Regions from separate parts of the Columba livia genome. Here region 2 is linked to region 1. Evidence: chromatin contacts called from public Hi-C data. All regions are on one chromosome and are shown on one strand. Each heading gives the region's core, a stretch centred on a gene start, on an enhancer-like site or on the middle of the called end of the contact. The rest is flanking DNA. Distances are from core to core; before and after follow the strand shown.

Region 1 (2,700 bases), core at 144-2,643:
ATTTCTACAGTCACATATCCGAAAATAGTTAACTTACTAGCTTCATATATTTTCCCCCTTCCCTAACTACATATTACCTTCCAAACATATGACCTGCACGGAGTAGTTCAACTGATGCACCATACTGCTTTCAAAAGTGCAGGCTTTGAGGGGTCCCATGTAAGGACTAGAGGATTTAGACCACCCCCCCGCTCCCTTTATTTATCAAGCCATAAAATTGCTGAATAGATTTGCCTACCTTTCTTGTTAGCGGAACTTCTATTGGAACGGGAATAAGTTCTGCCAGGAGACATCCATAAAATGCCACCATAAACATAACCGGATCACTATTAGGAAATACGAGAGCTACCTATAAAAACACATTAAAATAACAAATGTTTTTTGCTGTCATTGTGGAAGGGAGGGCTGCTTTTTAATTTGTGGAAAATAAATCTTCCCAACAACGTTCAGGTTTGTATTTAAACTAGGAACAGAAACACTAAATGTTGTGATAATATAATAAGTCACAGTATAACAAGGTTTTCTTTAGCTAAAGCTGGTCCTCACTGTCTTATTATATCCCTAGAGACCATTTAAAACAGAAGCCTACCCTGTCTCCAGGTTTCAGCATGGGTTCATTCTTAGTGGTTAGCCTGTTCAGCAGGGTATACGCTAACTTCAAGCTTCGACTCCACAGCTTGCCTGAAGAAAAAACAGACAATACAGACATTTCAAACAGACACTACAATTTTAACATTTAATTTCAAATCTCAGTGCCTGATACATGCATTGGGCAAGTCAGTAGCGTTAGAACAGGGTGAAAAGGCACAGGAGCCAGTGAGTGTGCAAAAGCGGACGCTGCTGTTGTGAGCACAACCCCACCTCACAAACCTACCGAGTCCTCTGGTGTTTCAGTGCGAGTGTCCACACACACGCTCTAATCTGGTTGATACAACCTCACTGCATTTCCAAAAGGCACTTAAGGAGGCTCTTAGAGAAAGCAAGCTGCTTGGAAATGAAAGATCCTAAAAAGAAAAATCCTAAACTGGACATAAACTTAACTGAAATCAACAAAGGCTGGAATAAATGCCACAATATCTGGCTCTAAAATGCCATTTCAGGGCTTGGTAGTGATTTACACAGCTCTCAATAATTCAGAACAAAATATTCCAAGTTATTAAATACAAAGACAATCTAACTACTTGACACAATGTAAAAATCAATTTTTAAATTTTAGTGTCCAAAAAAAAAAAAAAAAAAAAAAAAAGAGCTTTGCTAGAGAAACTATTTATAAAAAATTGAGCAACAGCAAAGATCTTCCACTCTAAATGGTAAATCAAAGCAAGACTCCCCCAAAGCAGCATGCTGCGGCAAACAGCATCCCGGACTGCGCTTTCTAGTACAGGGTCTTTATCATGTACTGACATCCTTCAAGACCACGCAGCAGCCATCAGTTATTTTGTGTTTGTCAGTCCCAAGCTTGTCAATTCAACATTTTTGTCCCTGTGTTACACAGGACTCAAGTACATCAACTGGCCAGTCTGGCCATTCAGTGCACTTGGCAGAGAGGTCGAGTACAATTCAGAGCTCGGCTTCTTGTTAGTTTTTCTTTTCCTTTTTATTTTCCAAATGTAAAACTAAACATGATATTCTAAACAATTCTCAAAGCTCCACTGCAAAGTAATGAAACCGATGCAGCTACTCAGTGACATTTCCTGTAACATACTTCAGCTGTAAGAATGCAAACAAGAAACTTTAACATTCTGTCATACTATCCAATGAAATGCTGTAGTTAACTGCCCGGGGGAGGACGCTTACTTTCAAAAAAATGCAATTACTAAAATATTTTTAGCTCATTGATACAGGCAAGTTACTCTTCCCACAATAACATCTTTATTATGCTCCTAAAGTACAAATCTTCTCTGTAAGGATATGCAAAAACATGCTAAAATTTCATATCTGCTCTGGGAATCTGAGGAGTGCCATGTTTAGTCGTCTGTTTCTTCCTGTTATTTCACACTGTGCTATTTTTAGTGTTCTCTTTAAGAAAAAACCCACACAATTGTTGGAAATTTACAAATAGCCACTTGTAAGGAGTCAATACCATATTCTTTAAAATGTTTTTTTCCACAGACAATGAATTCACCATCACCATTCAAACAGCAATCTCAAAGTATCTGTCCTGAGCACAGTCAGTCCCTCTTAAGTAAAACAAATCAATTGCACAATGGACACCTGGCAGTTACCACCAACACCTACCGTAGGTGAGCGTGTAAACAGCTTTGCCGGTGGTGTCCAGCGCCGTGAGACATGGGGCTTTGGGCTGGGTGGTTCCCCAGCGCTGCAGCGCGGCCAGCAGAGAGGGCGGCCAGTTGGTCACCACACCTACGGGCTCCCCTTTGAGAACGTTCACCTGGTTTCCTTCGGGCTTTGGTTGGTTTGGGTCAGGCTGTTGCACTGAAACCAGACATGGAAAATGTCAATCCTTACAACAGGTGCAAGTTACACTCCACAGGCTGTTCTACGAACTGTTCTCACCTTCCTCTTCCCCACAGCTACCACCACTTCTCTGCTCTCTGATGATGCTAAGCTCATCAGCTCTTGGCTCCAGAAAAAATAATTGCCATCACTTTGGAGCTCTGATTCCACGTTATTCAAAGCACCTGGCCACAGGAGTAGAATTTCAATCCCTAGTTCACTCTCTTTCTCTACTTTGGAGAG
Region 2 (2,700 bases), core at 70-2,569, 47 kb before region 1:
AGTTGCTGTGTCCCACTCCCTAAGCCTAGGCAGAGATTTGGCAGCAGCTCCAAGTGCTGGGCCTTAGAGGTACCATCACTAAAAGCGGCATCTTTGCTACTCACAAGCCCCAGCCTCCATCCGGGAGCTGCACAGAGCGCAGGTAGCGCACCATCTCTTTCCGAACCCCCTCGGGCAGCTGGATCTTGGCAGTGTGGCATGTGATGAGGAGACCTGGAAGATCAGACATGCCGGCTCTTGTAGGAAGCCGAACGCAACGCACTCACCCCTCTCGGGGAGGGCACCCACAAAGACCTACCTGGCAGGAGGAAGAGCGGCCCGCCGTAGTCACCTGCCCAGTGCCCGTCCTCAGCCTGCAAGGCGGCGTAGAACCGCATTCCCTTGCGGGCAGCCTCCCGGGCCGTGCCGGCCGCCGCCGAGGGCCGCAGCGTCTCGCCCTGCGGGGAGACAGCGCCTCAGCCGGGGCGCCCCTCGGCGCGGCCCCGCCGCCCGTTCCCTGCCCGGCCCGCACCGTGTCCAGCCCGAGGCTGTGCTGCTCCAGCGCCGTCTGCGCCCGCCGCTCGCCGCCCGCCTCGCCATCGTCCCCGTCGCCGAGGTAGCGCCAGCGCTGCCGGCCGCCCTCGCAGCGCAGCCGCCAGTCGGGCAGCGCCGTGGCCGCCGCCGAACGCCACGGGCCGCCGCGCCGCCGCACCGGCCTGCAGCACACGGGCACCGTTAGCAGCGGCCGCCACCCCGCTCCGCCCCGCCGGTCCCGAACGCCGCGCCCGAACTCACCCGCCGTTCGCCGCCGTCGCCGTCTCCATCACCGCCGGGCTGGGACCGGGACGGGGACCGGGACAAGGACCGGAGCCGCAGCCGCGCCGCCCTGGGCCGACATCGCCCCACGGGCGGCAGCCAATGGGGCCGGCAGCCCCGCCCCCGCTCCGCCTCCCCGGGCCGGTGCCGGTAGCGGGTGAGGGGACGGGCCCCGGGCGGAGCGGCCCCGCCTCGGCCACCACCCGGGCTGCTCCGGAGGACAGTGCCCGTCCTGGGTTATACAGGGGTTCTCGCAGGGTTGTCACCCGGCCAGTCGCAGCGACACCAGCCTCTTGTCTGGGGGGCGGCGGGACGAGCCAGGGAGCCCCTCGGGGACAGACGGACACCGGGGTCTGCACCACTGGCAGAAGCGAGCAGACCTGAGCTGGGCTGCGAATGGGATTTTGTGGGACAGAAAGATGCCCGGCTGGCAAACCCTCCCGACACGGGCTGGAACCCTGCAGCTGCATTCTGGAGCTGCCCACGGACTTAAAGTGCACATTCACCTTTCCTTTCCTCCTCCCTTTCCCTTCCTCTTTTCCCTTTCCCTTTTCCTTCCCTTTCCCTTTTCCTTTCCCTTTTCCTTTCCCTTTTCCTTTCCCTTTTCCTTTCCCTTTTCCTTTCCCTTTCTTTCCTTTCCTTTCCACATCTGCAGACATCATCTTTTTACCATCCCTGTCCCTCCAAGGCAATGCACTGTGCTTATAACACATAAAACCTGCTCTGGGAAGGAAGCACAGGAGCCAGAGATGCTTTACTTGCTGCTGTTGTGTGTTGGAAGGGCTGGGTGGGAATTCAATATGTACTTGTTTAAATGCGGTAGATAAATTTCTCCCTGTCACCTTTCAGAACAACCCAGCTTCCCTCCTATGGCAAAGGGGACAGCGGATCAAGCTACGCCAGTGGAAAGCTCAGTACAAAAGCCCAAAGTCATGGCCATAAATACTTGTGATCAAAACTAAACCTTAACTCTAAGGCCCTGGAGGCAGGGACCACCTCCATGGCTGTGCACTGCCAGGGGACCCAGGGATAAAAGGGATAAAAGAGCTGCTCCCAAATGTGGCAGCCATGAGCACCCCATGGCACAAACATACCTGTGAATTAACACTTACTATATTCACACACTACAAGTTAAATTTAAAACGTTCCTCTGCTGGTAAATAGCTCTTCACTCATGCCCAGCATAACCCCAGGGATTATTTGCAGAGGATACAGTAATTTGATTTGGGAATTATAGAATTACCAGGCTTAGGTGACACACAGTCCAGCCCTGGCCGTGTTCAGTAACAGCAGAATTTTGTCTGAAGAGCTAATGGTGTGGGAGTCCTCCCCGGGGCTGTCACGGCATGAGGATGACATCTCACTTGTGCCTCATACCACTGGTCCTCACTAGGGAGAGCTGTGTTGCTCCTCTTGCAGCTTAAATGGACAAAGGGAACTCGAGAGGTTCACTGGTGTGGGTGTTGTATTTGGGGCTTAATAGCCTGTTGTTTAATTTAGATTTAAGAAAAAAACTAAGTCACAATGAATCTGCCTGAGATGAGTCTCTATACAACCTGTCTGCCTTAGAAATTCCATTTTAGTGATGGAAGTTTTGTTTTTAATAATTGCCAAACTCCTGATACTTGGGCACTATTTTTTTACTCATTTTAATAGGTCTGAGGTTTAGACCACAGTTGACAGGGTAAGGCTCTGCGCCTGTTGTGGGTGAGCGTGCTGCTTGTGGAGACAGTAGAAGCTGAAAGTGTTCCCCTGAGAAAGGGATGCCATCGAGCTCGCAAAAGCAAATGCCACAACTTGCCCCCTTTAATTGCAGTCCAGCACACGAGACTCAGTTCACAAGCCCTTCCCCACCAGGAGTGGAAAGACACCCCAGATTTATGCTGTAATGCCTTTTCTTGGCAC

The links. A called contact is a pair of places that touch in the nucleus more often than the background predicts.
Region 2: a contact with region 1 is called in a Hi-C map of crop, with 2.2 times the contacts expected there. The contact joins the promoter of LSS here to the enhancer-like site in region 1.

What each region holds. Positions count from the first base shown.
Region 1 is chr7:36,440,949-36,443,648 of bColLiv1.pat.W.v2, reverse strand. DIP2A (disco interacting protein 2 homolog A) reads right to left here. Exons shown (of 39, transcript XM_065069390.1): 8 at 2,239-2,436; 9 at 590-681; 10 at 239-349. Among named protein-coding and RNA genes, the nearest start is that of S100B, 41 kb to the left of the region's middle. Within about 2 kb of position 1,393, at least 1 of the 3 cell types and tissues checked has an H3K27ac peak away from gene starts, as active enhancers do.
Region 2 is chr7:36,487,687-36,490,386 of bColLiv1.pat.W.v2, reverse strand. It overlaps LSS (lanosterol synthase), which reads right to left and starts at 1,319. Exons shown (of 23, transcript XM_065069397.1): 1 at 775-1,319; 2 at 512-695; 3 at 299-437; 4 at 105-213. The coding sequence starts at 1,265.